Linked DNA regions of Mus musculus: all the other regions are linked to region 1. A link is a contact called in public promoter capture Hi-C and targeted proximity ligation data. All regions are on one chromosome and are shown on one strand. The core of a region is the stretch at or near the end of the contact, and the rest is flanking DNA. Distances in the headings are between cores, read along the strand shown. Region 1 holds the start of Rbp4 (retinol binding protein 4, plasma). Region 2 has its middle 6.7 kb from the start of Gm41844. Region 3 overlaps Myof (myoferlin).

The links. Promoter capture Hi-C pulls out the DNA fragments that hold promoters and counts their contacts.
Region 2: a contact with region 1 is called in a promoter capture Hi-C map of liver, with 2.9 times the contacts expected there. A contact is called at or near these places in 8 of 39 promoter capture datasets (cranial neural crest, embryonic stem cells, frontonasal cranial neural crest and 4 more), 2 of 484 Hi-C or Micro-C datasets (liver and nephron progenitors), 1 of 130 datasets of targeted methods (pancreatic cancer cells) and 2 of 9 other capture datasets (adipose tissue and embryonic stem cells).
Region 3: a contact with region 1 is called in a targeted proximity ligation map of pancreatic cancer cells. A contact is called at or near these places in 4 of 39 promoter capture datasets (cranial neural crest, embryonic stem cells and hippocampal neurons), 3 of 484 Hi-C or Micro-C datasets (embryonic stem cells, liver and nephron progenitors), 2 of 130 datasets of targeted methods (embryonic stem cells and pancreatic cancer cells) and 3 of 9 other capture datasets (adipose tissue, liver and pancreatic islet).

What each region holds. Positions count from the first base shown.
Region 1 is chr19:38,122,924-38,126,506 of GRCm38.p6, reverse strand. It overlaps Rbp4 (retinol binding protein 4, plasma), which reads left to right and starts at 1,696. Exons shown (of 6, transcript NM_011255.3): 1 at 1,696-1,749; 2 at 1,860-1,988; 3 at 2,075-2,211; 4 at 2,372-2,478. The coding sequence starts at 1,878. It overlaps Gm32440 (a long non-coding RNA gene), which reads left to right. Exons shown (of 4, transcript XR_877843.2): 4 at 1-753.
Region 2 is chr19:38,370,825-38,374,407 of GRCm38.p6, reverse strand. No RefSeq gene overlaps it. Among named protein-coding and RNA genes, the nearest start is that of Gm41844, 6.7 kb to the left of the region's middle.
Region 3 is chr19:37,957,734-37,961,316 of GRCm38.p6, reverse strand. It overlaps Myof (myoferlin), which reads left to right. Exons shown (of 54, transcript NM_001302140.1): 20 at 220-397; 21 at 1,479-1,603. Among named protein-coding and RNA genes, the nearest start is that of Gm52397, 27 kb to the left of the region's middle.

The DNA.
Region 1 (3,583 bases), core at 447-2,946:
TGCATAACAACACACAACACTTGTGTCTACACTGAACTCATAGTTCTTTGTTTACAGTACAATAGTTATTTATATAACATGTACATTGTATTAAACATTATAATCCAGAGAAGACTAAAATACACACAAGGGTGTATATAGATTATATTCAAATGCATCCTTTTCTACAAAGGATTTGTGGGGCATAAGGTACTGGAATCAATGCCCCAGTTGAAACTGAGAGGCAAGAAATGCATCCTTTGGTAAAACTAGTCCAGTCAAATTTCCCAGTTAGCCTCCTGGCCAGAAACACTCTTCCCTAGTTGTAGAGTCCTATGGAAATAAAACATGGTCTCTGGTGCCACAGAGACTACAAGGAGCACAATGGGTGCAGGGGTGGAGAGAGAACCAGGCAGGTGAATGTCCAAAAGCTCACAGGAAGCTGAAGGAGGCCGCAGGTATCTCTGCAAGGTTGCCAGGCATGGCTAAGGTGCTTGTTGAAAGAAATGGCAACTTAGTTCTTTCTGTGGCGTCTCTGTCTCTCCTCCTTTCCCCATCTCCTCTTATATAGCTATGGCAGAGTGGTCAATGTACTCTCATATGCTCAGACTTTGGGCAATGGAGACACAAATACTTTCTCGTCAAAAAAAATTTTTTTTTTTCCCACTAAATCTCATTTGGTCGAAATCTTCCTCCTTTTAACTGCTAGGTTCAGTTTGACAGATCGCAAACTCCAAATACAGAGGGAAATGTAGAGTTATATCGTGCCATAGGCAAAAAAAAAAAAAAAAAAAAAAAAAAAAAAAAAAAAAAAAAAAAAAAATCAACCCTTCAACAGCTTTTTTTGGCTACTACCATTAAGGTTATGGAATTCTTTCCCTCTCCTTTTTCTCTTCCTGAGCCAGTTTTCCTCGCTGTTCTGGAAATAAATAAATCCTAATATGGCTTAGAAATAAAAATGCATGGTAAACACTTGGCAATTATGTTTTTCAGTGTGGTTTCAGGGGAGTGTGGCAAGAGAAGTGGACGATCAACCACTCGGCCATTGGCGCTGAGAAAATATTTCCTGTCCTGACCAGGTTGCGTTTCTAGAGAATATTTAACAGGGAGCGGTTTAGTCCTTCTAAAGATGATGAAATGAAAGAATAAATATTGACCCAAACAGCACCACAACTCATCAAAGAGTAAAATATGCCCTTTCTCAAAGGGGGAAAAAAAAACAGCCAAAATATGCCAAAAAGCTTCTCACAACAGCTCCTCAGTAGAAGCAGGGGCCACTTGGGAAAGCCAGGGCCTGGACGCTAATGTTCCAGGCTACATCATAGGTCCCTTTTCGCTCAGTGAGGCCACCATCACCACACCATGGCCACGTAGGCCTCCAGCCAGGGCAACAGGACCTGGAGGCCACCCAAGACTGCAGCTGGCTGCCGCTGGGTCCCCGGGCCAGCTCTTGGCCCCGATGGATCCTCTGGGCTGGAGAGTTTGGCTCCACCGAGACCACCCTGAGCGGAGCTCGGAGCATAGGCGACGTGGGACGGCAAGGCTGACGGAGGGGCCCCGCGTGCGTTCAGGAGTGAGTCAGGGAGCGTTATGCAAGCTCGGCCGCCCCCCCCCCTCCCGCCCCCGGCACCTCCCCGCGGTCTTTCACCCCGCGCGGTTACGAAAGCGCGACCCCCTCCCCCCGGAGCTATAAAGGACCGACGGCCGCTCGGCTCCGTCGCTCCACGCGCGCGCGAACGCGGCGGCCAGGCTTGCACGCGGCTCCTGCTGGTGAGCCGCCGCGCGCTCCCCCGGGGACCTGCAGGGCGGGGTGGGGCGGGAGGGGGCGACGGGCGGCCTCGGTCCTCCGGCCCCGCGTTTACCCTGCGCCTGTCCCGCAGGGCAGACTCCGGGGTGAGATGGAGTGGGTGTGGGCGCTCGTGCTGCTGGCGGCTCTGGGAGGCGGCAGCGCCGAGCGCGACTGCAGGGTGAGCAGCTTCCGAGTCAAGGAGAACTTCGACAAGGCTCGTGTAGGTATCAGCCCGGGTTCCCCGATTCCTGCGGGTCAGAGGTGGAGCCCAGACTCCAGTCCCTAGCTCTCTCATCTCTTTCTCAGTTCTCTGGGCTCTGGTATGCCATCGCCAAAAAGGACCCCGAGGGTCTCTTTTTGCAAGACAACATCATCGCTGAGTTTTCTGTGGACGAGAAGGGTCATATGAGCGCCACAGCCAAGGGACGAGTCCGTCTTCTGAGGTCAGTGGCCTCTGGTGGGCTGTGTGCGGCGTTCCAAAGTGCCTCCCACCTTGCCTTTGGCTCCCTGGGAGCCCAACCCTCACTGGGATGGGAAAAGAGTACCTTGGATGAGGTAGAAGCCCTTTCCTGGCTTGGCTCAGGATTCTCTTGGCTTTTGCAGCAACTGGGAAGTGTGTGCAGACATGGTGGGCACTTTCACAGACACTGAAGATCCTGCCAAGTTCAAGATGAAGTACTGGGGTGTAGCCTCCTTTCTCCAGCGAGGAAGTGAGTAGTGGGGCATACATGGCCAAATCACTGCGTTTCTGTTCAGCGGCACCGTTGGGAAGGGCTTCGAGAGGCAGAACCCTCAGCCCTGTCTGAATTTAGGGGATGTGGGATTAGAAGCGACTGGATTCTCAGCCTAAAATACCTAATCCAAGTTCGGAAGGGCCTTTGGGCTTATCGGGTACCATTTCCCTGATCATCCACTGTGACTTACTTCACGCTGTCTCACACATTACCACTCCACTCTGTCTCTTGGAGTGGAATCTCTGAGACAGTAGGACAATCTGGAACATCGGCAGAGCTAGAGACCGATATCCAAGAGGAGGGAACTATGTGTCTGAGCTGGGTCACAGCCCAGGCCCCTCCCGGTGGACTCCCAGCCAGGCAGTGTTCTGGAAGCAATAGTCTCCTTTCCTTAAATACTCATATGCAAGGCAGGATTTTGAGAACTCCCAACAAAGTTCCCTAAAGTTTGGGATTCTTCTCAGGACACACAATTGACATGTTCTTTGACTCCCCCAGCCCATTTCACTTAAATTATAGATCCGAAAGCTACTTGATAACTAAGGAATAATTTAGGGTGGGAAGAAGTATTGTGAGATCTCAGAAAGAAGGAACTAATCTCAGCCCTAAGGCAATGGCTCTAGACCTGCGTTCTGAGACCCTTGGGGGTCAAATGACCTTTTCACGGGAGCCAGCTCAAGCTGTCTAAAAACACAGACGTTTACTTACATTATGATTCATAGCAGTAGCAAAAATTACAGTTATGAAGTAGCAACAAAAATAATTCTATGGTTGGTGGTTATTGCAACATGAGGAGCTGTATTAAAGGATGGCGGGATTAGGAAGGGTGAGAATCACTCTCCTAGGGTGAAGGGGGGTGTCCGGGATAAATTTCTCCTTATTTTAACCTTTTCAGAAAGACCGTGTGCAGGGTAATAGTTAAGTATGCCACGTTAAAGTTAGACTGACTGAGTGCTGGAGATGTAGCTCATTGGCAGAACAATTGTCGCACATTCACGAGGTTCTGGAATCTATCTCCAAACATATGGGTGCAGGGGCTTGTGCATACACACTTGTGTGTGTGCGCGTGTGTGCGCGCCCG
Region 2 (3,583 bases), core at 503-3,002, 250 kb before region 1:
AAAATTGTAACCATTATGGGAATGTCTATTTTTTCAGTTTTGTAGTTATTTAATGAGTAATTTTTGAGACAGGGTCTCATATAGCTCAGATTGCCCTGGAGGTCTTTGTGTAGCCAAGAACTTCCAGTCCTTTTCCCTCTATCTAATCTTGGTTTATGCAGTGCTAGGGATCAAACCCAGGGCTTTTTGCATGTTAATGAAGCTAATAGAACTCTACCACCCCACCCCATACACCAACTACCCTTAAATGGGTAAAACTTCCCAGAGAAACCCCTTCTGAGAGTATGTAGGAGTCAGCAAATGTAGCAGCAGTGTAGCCAGGCAGGAGCCACATGCCTGCAATTCCCGTATGAGAGAACCTGAGGCAGGAGGATGGGGAGTCACAGAGCACCCTGGGCTACACTGGGAGGCATCCTGGGCTACACTGGGAGACTCTATCTCAAACTAATCCAAAGAGAACATTAGCAAAAGGCTCCATGGGAACCTAGAGCCATAGTTGCAGTTAACTTGGGTCTACATCCCCACCAAGACACATGAGCTACCTATGATCCTTAGCACCAGCCTTGGCCACGCTTCAGTTCTGGCTCCTAACTACAGAGAAGAGAAAAAACATTCTGGGTTTAGGAGACACTGAGACAGTCTGTCCTGTTGAATAAGATTTATTCAGAGGGTAATTAACACTATAAACAGACAGACAGACGTCAGACAGACAGACATGATGGGAACTCTAAGGAGAGTTCAGGCCCATGTGGCCTAGTGGGGTGGTAATGTCCCTTCTCAGAAGAAGGAAAGAGGGTCTATGTCATGTGATTGATGGATCCTTTATACAGAGCTGGCAGCCAGGCTGTCTCTGATTGCTGGGTGACAAATGGGACTGAGGAGAGTATATTAGCCTGGGAGCTGTGTGAAAATCAGCTGTGAGGGAGGGGAGAGACTCAGCTGTAAATGAACATGACCTGGGCAGCAGCCTGAGCTGGCTTGGGATCTAACGATGAGCACCAGAGACAGAAAAGCTAAGAGGGGAGAGAAAACCTGGTTTAGTGCCTTCCCAGCCTTTCAGAGTTTTGTAGCTAAATATTACCAGTAGTAAAACATATGAACTCGGGGTTCTACAGTTTTACTCTCTGGAGACAGAGTGTACGACTCTTGTAAGACTTTGGAGGTTTCTTTGAAGTCCTGTGTTCCATCTGAAATATTTATGTCCGTTTCCCTTCTAGACCCTGATGTATTTATCTTCATCCCATTTTTAAAAATGTAGCAGATTTGGCTAACATCTAAGTGTTTACACTAGACAACAGAGATGAAATGGGAGACGAAAGAGACAGGGTCCCAACCTCTCACAGATGACCTCTCACTGGCCTTGGCATTGCCTACTCTCACTCAGACTACAGGATCCAGACCTCGGCTCTCTGCTCCAAGCTTGACAAACTGGCCTGGGAGACAGGGGTCGGGGTATATGTGGCTGGAGAGCTCTCTGATTCTCCTAGCTCTCCTGGCCTCGAGTCAGAGGGCTGCACCCCTGCAGTTTCCTGGGCAGAGGGCACCCTGCAGACCTTGTTGCGTGTTTCTTTGTAGATCCTCTCTCTCCAATCAGTTCCTGAGAACCGTGGCTCCTATGTACATAAATTATTCCTAACACCCCGGGAACCTTTACCTTCCTCTGTGAACTTATCTATGCTTGGAGACTGGGCATGCTCAGAGATGATCCCTGTTAACCTCAGATTTGTTATGGTCCAATATCTGGGTTCCACTCTGCTCTCCTTTTAATCATTAACGTTTCTGAAATGCTCCAAATATGCCACACACAATTAGGTGCATCGGTTCATTGACCCCCGGGGAATTTAACCAGGCAGTTCAGTAATTGTTAAAAGCCAGGCTCTGGAGTCCCGTTCACTAACCAGCCCTGTGGTTTCAGGAGAGTGATGACTCCCATCTGAGCCTCCCCCTTCCCCGATCTTGTTTTCTCCTATAGAAAATAGAAGAAGAAAACTATTTAGCGGCTAAGAAGATGAGAGGATTCATTTCCAACACCAGATGCAAACGCTCTTTTTTCTCTTTAAGGTGTGTGTTTTATCTTCAACTTACAGATGGGGAAAGTGAAGCTTAGAGATGTCAACTGATTTGCTTACAGTCACACTAAAAGGGAGGCGCAGAGATGGGATTAGAATTCAAGACTTTAGATACTTCAGTGGGTGGTCTGGACAGTTTTCCCCTGCTTCTCAGGCAGGGCATTAACAGGATTTCAGGCTTTTGAGAGCAGCACCTCATTAGAGCAATTTCTTTCACCTGATCTTTTGGCTTTAACTCTGAGACCACTGAGCTGGCAGCATGCTTTGCCAGCTATTGCTACAATCGTGATACTCCGTGGTTTGCATTAGGGTTTGTGGTATCTCTGAGAAACCACACTCTTCTTGGAGTAGAATGCTATGAAATGAAGAAAAACAATTGTATAACGATACTAACAAGATCCATAATTATATATAAGTCATTTATCAATGGTTTCTTGATTCCATTTATCTATTTGCTATATTGTCAGCCAAGTATGGACCACCAAGATACACCATCCACCCAGGCAATACTGGGCCTATAAATCAACCAAGCCTCCAATGCCTTCTGAAATCCAGTATTTGATGGTGTAGTTTCAACTACTGCCGAAACCATGGAAATGTATAGCTCAAAGAAAGCTCACTCACTGAGCATGCTCATGTCAACATGACCCAGATCAAGAAACAGAGAATAGGGGCTGGAGGGATGGCTCAGTGGTTAAGGGGTATTGACTGCTCTTCCAGAGATCCTGAGTTCAATTCCCAGCAACCACATGGTGGCTCACAACCATCTGCAATGGGATCTGGTGCCTCCTTCTAGTATGTCTGAAGAAAGCAATGGTGTACTCACATACATAAAATAAATAAATAATCTTAAGAGAGAGAGAGAGAGAGAGAGAGAGAAGCAGAGAATAGTTCTCAAAATGGCCACTCCATGGATGGCTCTTCACTATACCCTCCAAAGATAAGCTCTTCAGACTTCTAAACTACACTTATCTGCTTATCTAAACCTCAGGTGTTTATGTAGTTTTCATCTGCTATGCTTTGAGTGTGCCCTCAGAAGTTGATATTATGTATTGGCCAGACCCCCAACCCCTATAGCTGTAGCCATTTTGGTCCATGCCTGCCAGCTAGTTAACATTGTTGCTGTAACATGCCTGCCAGTCACTGACACAGAGAAGTGACTTGGCTCAAGGACATGCTGACCACACACCCTGTTTTGTTCTCTATGCTCTGAATGAGCAGTATGAGGTTTGCTAGTTAGTCTTAAGACATTCCACAAAGGTTTATGTAGGACCCATCAAATCAAAGGTCGGTATGAACTGTTATGTCTAAATTATCTTGGGTCAGAGCTAACCACAGGGCAGCCCTTCCTGCATCTATGTATGAGCTCACTGTGATTTTTGTGGGTAACACTGAAGAATGCTACTAGTAAGCCAAAATGTTGTGATTATAATACTTGTGCTCTGTTATCTGAATCTTCTGAAATTCCCCTGTTTGCCACCCATCCACCACCTCCCTTGCCTTACCCAGGACCA
Region 3 (3,583 bases), core at 792-3,291, 170 kb after region 1:
GTTTTCCCCCTCTGTCAATCATTTCCATGGTGATAATCCTACTACTTTAGTCTCTGCCCACCTACATGAGAAGGAGAGTTGACTGATCCAAGAACATAGCCCTGTGGAATTTAGTACAGCACTAATCAACTAGCCTTAGCACTTCATCTGCTGGGAATCCACATACAGATACAGGCACATGAAGTTGTACTGAACCTTATGTCTATTCCTACTTTTCAGAAGTACCAGCGAAGGCGGAAGTATAGCCTGTCCGCCGTGTTCCATTCAGCCACCATGTTGCAAGATGTTGGTGAGGCCATTCAGTTTGAAGTCAGCATTGGGAACTATGGCAACAAGTTTGATGCAACCTGTAAACCTTTGGCATCAACCACTCAATACAGCCGTGCAGTATTTGACGGTAAGACTGGTGTGAAGTTCTCTCTTATTCATGCGTACAGAGGGCACACCCCAGGACAAGAAGCATATACTGTATTTTCGCTCCGAGGGCCATTATCCTCAGCATCTCATTAGTCAATTTAAGAAAGAGCATTGGATTTTAGGTACCCATAATAGTTGCTAAATCTGTGGAACAGTGTCCCAGGCTGGACACAAGAGCTCATAAAATCCCAAGATGATGACCCCACTAAATACCACACTCCCTAAAGCAGCTGCACCCCAACCAACTGCAAATCCCCCTTAGATTCGGTGGTTGACAATGGTGGCACTCTGGCTCAGACACTGGAAAAGCCAGGCTGATTCTCACCAGTGCTCACCCAGTCCTGTCACCCAGCTCTCTTTTAAAAGATTTTGTTTCTCTTTTTAATTGTATGTTTGTGTATATGGCCCGGTACACATAAACAGCCCAACAGGACTGCTATATTTTTATCTAAATTTTTTTGTATGAGCAAATTTAAGACATAAAATGCCCCAGAAAATGTGAGGCATTTAGTCTTAATTACAGAAAGCCTCCGAGTCATGCCAACCCCATGTGGGCAGCCGAGGTTTGCGAAGAACAGGGTGTGGGGCGGGACTGCTCTTCTTTCAGCAAAAGCAATCATTTAAAAGCACAGTTCCACAGAGAAACAGTGAGTCTAACCTCCAGTGCTCTGCATTCTACCATGCCATATGATGTAACCATCATGGGTGCTCAGCTGTGTGATCCTGAACCACAAATTGTTCCTAAGATGGTTGTCCTCCCTGTGCTGGTGTTTTAGAAAGGTTCACAAAATAAAAGAATAAAGCATCTATTCTCTGTTGCTTGCCTGATTAAAATTGATGAGTCAGAATAGCGCCCGGGTGTGGCTCAGCAGTAGAGAACTGTCCTAGCTTGTATGAGGCTCTGGGTTTAATCTCCAGCTCCCCAAACAGCAAACAAACCTTAGCCAAGACCATTCCCCGGGCCTGTGGATTAATGGGTAGCTCTGTTCACACATCTATGTAACAAATATGCTGTCCTTTTCAAGTGTCCCTGTTCACTGACTCCTGACACTCCTTACCAGGGAACTACTATTACTACTTACCTTGGGCCCACACGAAGCCCGTGGTCACCCTGACTTCCTACTGGGAGGATATTAGTCACCGCCTGGATGCAGTGAACACTCTCCTAGTCATGGCAGAACGGCTGGTGAGTTATCTGTCCAGCATTTCCTTTTCGCAGACAGTAAGGTAAGCACGGGGTAGGTAATATACAAGCTTGGCAACTGTAGCACAAGATCTTAAACACACAATGGTCAACAATAGAGCAATTCAGTAACAACTGAGGAAATGGTCCAGAACTTGTAGAAGTTCACCGGTACTGGTGCCCACTCTTTCCCCATGGCTGTCCTAACCTTTACTAAGGAACTAAGGAGTTACCTCAGTCCATCCCTTAGAGACAACTCACTAGGACATCCACCCTCCAGCCTAAAGGGAGGAAAACACATGAGAAGGTGACAAGAGCCCCTCATTAGGGAAAATTAGGACGTCATACCCAGATTTCTGCTCACTTTCCATTCACCAGAATTCCAGTCCTACAGCCACACCCACCACGAGGAAGTCTAGTCTTACGTTTGTGTGAGCACATGCCAGGAGAAAGGCTTTCTTACTGAGAAAGACGGGAGGATGTAGAAGGCTGGGCAGAGGATTTGCATATAAAGGATGCTTTGTTCCAGTAGCCGGGTGCAACTTGTACAACTTTGCTCTTATTACAGAGATAGTCTCTGCTATGGGAAGAACCAGGGCTGCCAGTCTCTGCTCTTGCTTCAGACTCGGGGAACTCCTCTGAAGCCTGGAGGAGGTTGGGGTGGGGGTCCCTCTGGTTGGGGTGGGGGTCCCTTTGGTAGACCTGCATAAGAGCAGGCATGTGATTGATCGTCTTCTTGACATTGGTAGGCTACAACAGTGAGGAGAAAGGTGCCACATTTGGGACATTTCTACTTAATTTAAGATACTAAGTTACTTCTATAAAAATCCATTCAGCATTAATGTTAATTTAGAGTGTGGGGGAAAAAGGTGTTTGAACATAATCAATCCATCTCATATGTATGGAAATATCACATTAATCTCATTAATATGTGATTAAAATACATTAATAAAATAATTTCAGTTTATATTAATATCATTTTTATAAATGATAGACCAAGATATATAAGAAAATATCTGATGAAAAACTCCATAACAAAAAAATTATTGCTTTTTTATATACAGGCAGCTTTATATCAAAGATATATATATTTCTACCACTTTTCTTTTTCACCAAAATGGTGCATGTGAATGTCCTGGCTGATGCCCTCAAGAATAGCAACAAGGCACGTGCCAGGTCTTTATTAGGTTCCAAAGTCACAGTCTGGCTTCTGTCTGTGGTGAGGGGCATGGTTGCATTGGGGAATTTGAAATCATTGATGACTACAGATCTGGGCAGATCGTCCTGAACCTCACAGGCAGCGAGTGATCATGAGTGTGGGGTGATCAGCCCCAGATTGAACATGCAGCTCAAACCCATCACTTGGTTTCATCGTGCTGACAGCCCCAGGGAGTGCCGCAGACCATGACGAGGCAAACATACTTACAAATAAAAGGCCTCCAGGTGTCGGGGGTGGGAGCACCAATATAGAAGGATAATTGAACTTCAGTGTAATTTCCCATTTCGTAAAGGTGAAATGGAGGGGAATAGATAGACAGTTCTGTGACTAAGAACATTTGCTTCTCTTCCAGAGGACCTGGGTTCTCTTCCTGGAACTCACATGGCAGCTCAAAATCACCTATAGCTCCCATTCCAAGGGATCTGTTGCTCTTTTTTTGGCTTCCAAAAGCACCAGGCATATGTGTGGTGCACAGACATACATGTTGGCAAAACACTCGTGCATATAGAATTAAAAAATGAAAAAAATTAAATTAAAATTTATAGGTTTTAATTTATAAAATTTAAAATTAATATTTGTAAAAATAAAGTTGAAATTGACATGAAATATTTTTTAGATTTATTTATTTTATGTTTATGAATACACTGCCACTCTCTTCAGACACACCAGAAGAGGGCATTGGATCCCATTACAGACGGTTGTGGGCCACCATGTGGTTGCTGGGAATTGATGGACTCAGGACCTCTGGAAGAGTAGTCAGTGCT